Regions from separate parts of the Zea mays genome. Here region 1 is linked to region 2. The links are chromatin contacts, called in public Hi-C maps. All regions are on one chromosome and are shown on one strand. The core of a region is the stretch at or near the end of the contact, and the rest is flanking DNA. Distances in the headings are between cores, read along the strand shown. Region 1 holds the start of LOC103651318. Region 2 holds the start of LOC100285806 (glutathione S-transferase GSTU6).

Region 1 (3,833 bases), core at 697-3,196, 130 kb before region 2:
CAAGGTGCATATTATTAAATTTGACATAGATGAATAAAATTTGACTACTAAGTTCATCGATAATAAAAGTGAAATGAAATCAAAATACATCTCTAATAATATATAATACCGAAGTGAAGTAAAATATGATAGATAATATTTAGCAAAACGAAAATGTGAAAATGTGAAGTGAAAAAACTAAATACAAATGATAGGTGACGAGTAGCCAACCATTTTGCTTTATCATATTTTTATAATTAGAAAAGTAGAGAACAAAGTATTTAGATATATAACATAGGTCATAAAAATAATATACTTATCAATAATTATGTGATATATAAATATATCAATTAAACAATCATTTTTTATCTAATAGTTACCATTAAATTATAAATTTTATAGAAACAATCTACATCAGAAAAAACAAAGTAAAATGTCATAGTGATTGACAACAAAAAATATATATCAGGTTTGAACTAAACTAGAGAAGAACTAAAATTAATTTAATATTTCTATATTAGCGGTGGTACTTAATTAATATTAAAAATACTTATAAAAATACTACCAGTAGTTTCAATACATATTTATTAATATTAAATTAAATAATTAGTTACTAGTCAAAGAGAAAAAAAAATCCTTTTTAAATAGATTCATTATATCTCGTTCTTCACAAACATGGATACACGAATTTGGATACAAGGTTTTGGTATCTATATAAAAAACAATATTGATATGGATATTCATAGTACAAGTTTTAATAGATACCACAAATTGAGCTAATTCGAAACTGCACACGGCTATTTCCACCACTAGTCGCGGTAACAAGAAACGCGCACGGCGTCTCGCACGTGTCGTGCCGCTTTTCCAACGGCGGGGAGAAGGCATTGCCGCCCTCGGCATGCGGTCTCCTCCCTCGCCCATGCGGCCGCCCCGCCGGCCGAGCCCGGACGAATCCTGGACCTCAAGCGATACGCACGAATGATGCCCAGCCAGCAGGGTTTGGCAGACCGACCGATAGTGACGGCTTTTGCATCCCCCCTTCTTGCTCCTTTTTAGTTCGTTATTACTTTTGTGTTTGGACGGCGCTCGCTCGTCAGATCACAGATGAGATATTCGTCGTCCCCACGTGAACCCGAGCAGCCAAACTCTCTAGGCTCCCCTCGTTTCAACAGAGCTTTGGCAGGTTGTGTGGGGTTGTGCCAGTAAACACGCATGTTTATCTTTAGCGATGAAAATTGAATGCACGATAAGTACTACGTTACATTGACCAGCTGCAACGGAATTGATACTTCACAAGACCTCAGTCCACTTCGAAGCCGTATCAGTGAGTGTTACACACAGCCCACAAAATCGCAGAGGAGAAAAAAAAACAGAGAGAAGATGATGAAAAGTGTCAGTAACTGGCTAACTTGGCGCTACCTCCTCCGACCGCGCCGAGGGCTGCTGCCCCCATTGCCCGCCCGCCGGCACCGCCCTGCAGGAACTCCCCGACCTCGGCGTCCGAGAACGACGACGAGACCCCCGGCGCGAGCCGCCGCCGCGTCCACCTGCCGCAGCACCGCCGCGCGACGCGGAGCGGGGCGCGCGCCACGCAGCAGAGCACGGCCACGGGGAGGCACGCGCAGAGCACGCAGCACGCCGCCGCGCACTCCGCCATCGCCGCGCCGCTGCCGGCGGCGTCCGCGGGGGGCGCCGCCGGGGACACGCCGGCCCCGCGCACGCCTCCTCCTGCCTGCCACTTCTTCGAGGCCGGCTTGGAGTCCATGCCCCTGGCTGCTCGCGTTCTCCCCTTGCGGCTTGCTTCGCTTCCGGTGCGGGCGATTCGCGTAGGAGAGGCGTGAGGGGTCGTGGCCTAGTAGTGCCTCTCGGGAAGGACCGGGGTGGGAGGGGAGTAGGGACGGAGTAGTACGCTGCTGCGTTGTGCTGTGCTGTCTGACGTCTGTTGCTTCGCGTTTAAATTCGGGAGGAAGGCATCTCGTGCGTGCGCGCGCGCGCGGGCGGATCTTTTTTTTTAATATCTCTGAACAGATATAAAACTTGATTCTATTTTTCCTTTTGATTATCCATCCAAAACAAAACTAGAGAAGAGATAAATAAATCTCGGTTCGAGTTTTGGCAACTTATTCGCCAGCCTTTTGGCGTACACGTTTACCAGCCGAAAGCTCGTTTGCTGAGACCGCATCGTCGCAGGACTGCGACAGCAGTCGCACTCTGAGGAATCTCGGTATATTTCGCAAAAGAAAAAGAGATTTTTTTTTAAAAAAAAAAGGTGCTAAACGGCAGAAGTATTTTTATAGCATTTGGGCTGGACGCTTTGCCGTTGCACCGTACAACTCATCTAGTCAACTGTAAGATAAGAGTAATTGTCCGGTCAAAACGTGGTCGTGTGTGCGCAGGGCGGTTACAGTTGACCTGAATTTGGTCTGTTCGTTTCAGATTAAGAGATTAAGGGTATGTTTGTTTATCTTCTATATTATATAAATTAGATTATAGTGAAGGGTAGTAGGTTAAAATATTATTTTGGGATTATAAATAAACTAAAAAACGCATATTGAGTAGCTTATTTTAGCTTATTTATAATCTTAAAGTCATATTTTACTCATCTACATTTTTCCATAATGCAATTTATATAATCCATGAGAGAAATAAACAAAACCTAGCTGTGTTGGACTGCTGAGTAATACATATTAAAATCATGCGAAAAGACTAGAATGCCCTCGCGGGACTGGCTAGTGGCCACCCGGTGGCGGCTCGGGGAGAACAGGGATGCATCAAATAAAGCGTGTCCCGCACGAAGCTGATGTGGCCACTACGACGATGGCGATGTCCTAGGCCGGCCGGCGCTTTGCTTTTTAGGTATCGTTCCAAATATCTAGACCTAATTGTTAGCTAGGGCACGGTGGCCGCACGACGCTTCGCTTTTTTAACAAATCATTAACTAGCTAGATTGAGGCAACTAAAAACTAGTTATTCGAGATCAGGTATAACTTATAATTAGTTGGTCTATTAGCTGATCCGTTTTAAGGGTTATTTGATTCGATGTCTAATTTATCATATTTTATTTAATATTTTCTGCTTTAAGGGTAGTTCTTCAATTCAAATGACTAACCTTAAGTAAAATATAACTCAGTTAGCCGTGAACTAAATAGATCTTAAACCTTTTAGCCAACCATGTTATAATTAACAGTTAGTTGATATATTAGTTGACCAAGTTTTGACCGAATAATTTTAGCTGATTTTATTAGTTCTAGAGGTTTAGAACAGGGCCTAGGCTAATGCCGAGGTGCGTGCCTTTAGCTCAATTTAATTAAATATAATAAACAATATTATTCTCTAAACGCATAAGAGAGTTGTACATTTTTATATATTTATATATTAGAGAGGGAAAGATAAAAAAACAAAAACAGAAGTCTTACAAGGCACGACTTGCTGAGCAAGGTCCAAAATCACTCATAAAAGAGAAAATTACGTTCCAATAACATATTTGTTGCAAGTTATCATATTTTGAAACCCTAGAATATTGTTATAAGTTCGCACATTTTTCAAACTCAAAATTATCAAATGATCTTGAATCTTAACATGTTCTATACTAAAGATATAGTTGTCAGTACGATCTGCAACTCCTTAGATAATATTATCAATTTAAATTTCTCTCAGTAAATACAGAGTTCTGCACTGTGGGACACTCTCTCTCTCTTACAGAAGCAGCCCGCGGATTCCCTAGGAGATGGAGCACTCCGGAAGCGCCTTCTCAAGAGTCTCCACCGCACCGCAAGGATGGCGTTCTTGAACGTCTGTGCCCTGTCCCTGTCCTCCGCGGTCTTGAACTTGAAGCACGGCTCCCACGATGGGAA
Region 2 (3,574 bases), core at 370-2,869:
GGCTTTCTGGATGAGAATGAGATCGACCCGACCGGACATGCTTGCTGAGGTGCAAGAACCGTGGACCTCCTCCACAGCCGCCAGGACCCCATAATCCTTCTGTGCACAGGCACAGCGTTGCATTCAGGTTCCATACCCCAAGTGCTGGGCGCTTGCTTTGCGAGCTGCAGTCTGCAGGGAGACATCGAAGCTGCAGCCTGCCGCTGCTCCGCCTACCCAAACAAAAACAAAGTGTCTGCCGCTATATAATTAGCTTTATAATTAAATTATATTTCATACTTACTAACCACATTTTAGTCAAGAGAACCAAACACCCCTATATTGGAGTCCCATTTAGATTCCCCCTCTGCTGCTATTTGCTCTCGTCGAACCCGACTGTATCGATTTCAAAGCAGGATGGCATTGATCATCTCACCGTTTCATAGGTCTTAGTATTAGACAAAATCGAAGATCACCTGACACAAAATACTGCTCCAAGTACAAATCCCCCGTAACTAATTGTCAGGTAAAGTAGTTGATCTTAGGACTAGTTTGAAAACATAAATCCCTTCCGAGATTCTTTGAGATTGAGTAATAAATTGAATAATTTTCTACTCAATTTTCAAGAATCGCAGAAGGACTAATGTTTCCAAACTAGCCTTTATGTATTTATTTCGGTTCGAGACCGTATCACTGAAGGTGTCCAGCACAAGTAGCCAATGCAAGCAGCAGGCGTCCAGTGTGTTCATCAGTTCAGCTAGAATCAGCAGCGGCAGTCCATTTGGCCCGAGACGCCCTGTACTGCTCCAAAAGCTTCCCGGCGTCCGGCACCACCTCGTTGACGGCGCCGAGGGCCATGAACCGCTCCGCCCACGCCGCCAGGTCAGGGAACCTGGCCCCGTCCAGAAGGTTGGTGCCCGCCGTCTGGTCCACCGCTCTGATCCAAATCGGGTGGCTCCCGAGCGTGACGTCCACGAGCCCGACGGCGTCGCCGCCGAAGAACGCCTTCCCCCTGGAGCACTCCGTGAACGCCCGCTCCAACGTCTCCGCCACGAGGAGGGCGTTCTGGAGCGCCTCCGCTCTCTGCTCGTCCGTCCTCGACCTGAACAGCGCGCTGAACGCCGGGAAGAACTAGAGACAGGAAAGGGGAACGGGAGAACGGCTGAGTCCGAGAGCTCGAGAACGGATTCATCCCCTCCTGAATATCGTACCTTGTCGTCGACGTAGGCCGCCCAGAACCGTGCCGTGGCGCGGTCGTAGGGGTCGGACGGAAGGAGCGGAGGGCCGGTGCCCCGCCAGATCTCGTCGACGTACTGGAGGATCACGAGGGACTCGCACACCGGGCGGCCGCCGTGGATGAGGACCGGCACCTTCTTGTGCACCGGGTTGGACCGGAGCAGGAGCTCGCTCTTGTTGCCGAGGTCCTCCTCTATGTACTCGTAGCTCAGCCCCCTGAGTCCCAGCGCCACTCTCACCCGGAACACCCAAGGGCTCGACGACTTGCCCAGCAGCCGCAGCTCGCTATCTCCTACCCCGCCTCCAGCCGCTGCCATTGCAATGTGTGTGTGTGCAGTGTGTTGCTGTCTGGCGGTGGCGTTGATCAGCTGGGATGCTTTGTTTGACTATTAGTAGCGAGAAATTTGCCATAACACCACATTCGTGGATTCTTCGTGGATTCGACGGAATGGAGTCCAAAGTAATGAATTTGACAGTATGAAAAAGCAAACCAGGTGAAAGGCCGCACTCTTGAATAGACATGTTTTTCCTATTAACCGATGACGACCAGGATTAATCTTCTGCCGTGACAATTAGTTACCTTGTTCACGGCGTTCGTTCTCATCGTCTCTCTGGCTGATCGTGTCCGAGCGCTCTGGCCGAGCGCTAGCCAAAGGCAATGATGGGGACGGACGCCGTGAATAAGACAACTAATGGTCACGGAAGGAGATTAATCCGGGGACGAACGCGGTGAATAAGGCAACTAATAGTCACGGAAGGAGATTAATCCTGGTCGTCGATGAGTAATAAAGAAATCATGTCCATTCCCTACTTTTTTATATTGTCGAATCCTTTTCTTTAGCCTTCGTTTCGTTGAATTTCATTATGGCAAATTTCTCGCTAACAGCAGTGAGGTGAGTGGGCAACTTGGAATTTGCATCTGGTAATTTGTTCTTGTAAGTTACGGTGACTTCTCAACAAACAAATGCACGTTCTGTAGAATCAACGAGTACTAGAACTTTGGGAGCGCTGCACGCGCGCGGCTGCTGATGTTCCTTGCACGTAAGAGAATGTCTACTTCCTAGTGGCTCCAGTGCTTGGCGCAAGGCGAACGGGAACGACCACACGGCGGCGTCAGTTCTACGTTGCATCGAAGTGTGAACAACTACATCAAACAACCCACCGTGTCAACTCATTGGAACGGCGTCGTCGGTGCCTCTGTCACTTGTTCTCATGCAACTCCTGATGCTTTGTTTTTCATCTGTATAGTCAGTATGGCGTGGGCAACTGCAATTAGATCACAGTCACACCTGCCAACAAAAAAATCTTCTGCACGACAAATTTTGGCTTCAGATGTGTAGTTGCTTAGCAGTAGCAGTAGGTATCGAGTTGAGCGCAAGACGTCAAACACCTTGATTTTAGATGGTAGCTTTAGGGTTGATTTGATGACAAGGGGATCACGGAGGGATCGAAGACGATTGAGGGGGAAATGAACTAATTTCCTCCTCAATCCCCTCCGATTCCCCCGTGATCCCTGGTCACCAAATCAGCCCTACAGAGAATGTAAACCTGTGAATTGTACTCATGGAAGACATTGAAGAAACAACAACTAGTCAACTAATCCGGCTTTCACATAATCCCCCATCTGCACCGCATGCAAGTCCGCAAGGGATCGTCGGTCCGGCCATTCCACGATATCCACGGGTAATGCAGTTTGATGGACCGATGAATTGGCTGAATGATGAATAGCACCCACCACCACCTTCTCAAAAGAAAATGTGGCTGAATAGCAACATCTGTAAAAAGGTAGATTTGGTGGATGGCAGTCTCTCGGTCATCTGATGTACCTCATATTAGCGATTGCAATATTCCTCCTGTTCGGAACACAATCGGAACGGCGTGAAAAAAATACCTGAAGTTTTGAAACATTGAGACAACATGAACTGTAATACAAACGTGTTCAAACCTGCACCGACGAATTCGAGCAACCTCATCAACTTCTTCACATTCATTAAATAGGGGAGAGTGACTAAATTTTAATGACTTAAACGAACACTAATTAGTATAAATAATGACTACATTACCCTTACATTTGCTCCACATGCATTAAAGAGGGGAAGGTAGCGACTAGCGAGCACACATGGCTAGCGTTTTTAGGGCATGTAGAACTCTGAGCCCACGGATCAGTTTTCTAAGCACAAGAGACAGCTAAGAGCATGCACGATATAACCCTAAGTTCATAAATCATAAATGTAGTTAAGACATAATATATATGGAGAATCGTGTATAGATGAGCTCTTGACGAAGAACACACCTCTTATATTTTTTTCAATTAGATCTAGAGACTTTTCAAGAGACCCTATATTAAATGATGTTGTAC

What was found. Hi-C and Micro-C count contacts between places; a contact is called where the count stands out from the background.
Region 1: a contact with region 2 is called in a Hi-C map of bundle sheath, with 4 times the contacts expected there. The contact joins the promoter of LOC103651318 here to the promoter of LOC100285806 in region 2. A contact is called at or near these places in 10 of 25 Hi-C or Micro-C datasets (bundle sheath, ear, endosperm and 4 more) and 1 of 3 datasets of contacts at active chromatin or transcription factors (leaf).

The regions. Positions count from the first base shown.
Region 1 is chr3:212,412,540-212,416,372 of Zm-B73-REFERENCE-NAM-5.0, reverse strand. LOC103651318 reads right to left here and starts at 1,946. Exons shown (of 1, transcript XM_008676936.3): 1 at 1,174-1,946. The coding sequence starts at 1,744. The coding sequence ends at 1,373.
Region 2 is chr3:212,281,855-212,285,428 of Zm-B73-REFERENCE-NAM-5.0, reverse strand. LOC100285806 (glutathione S-transferase GSTU6) reads right to left here and starts at 1,619. Exons shown (of 2, transcript NM_001158696.2): 1 at 1,191-1,619; 2 at 288-1,110. The coding sequence starts at 1,532. The coding sequence ends at 733.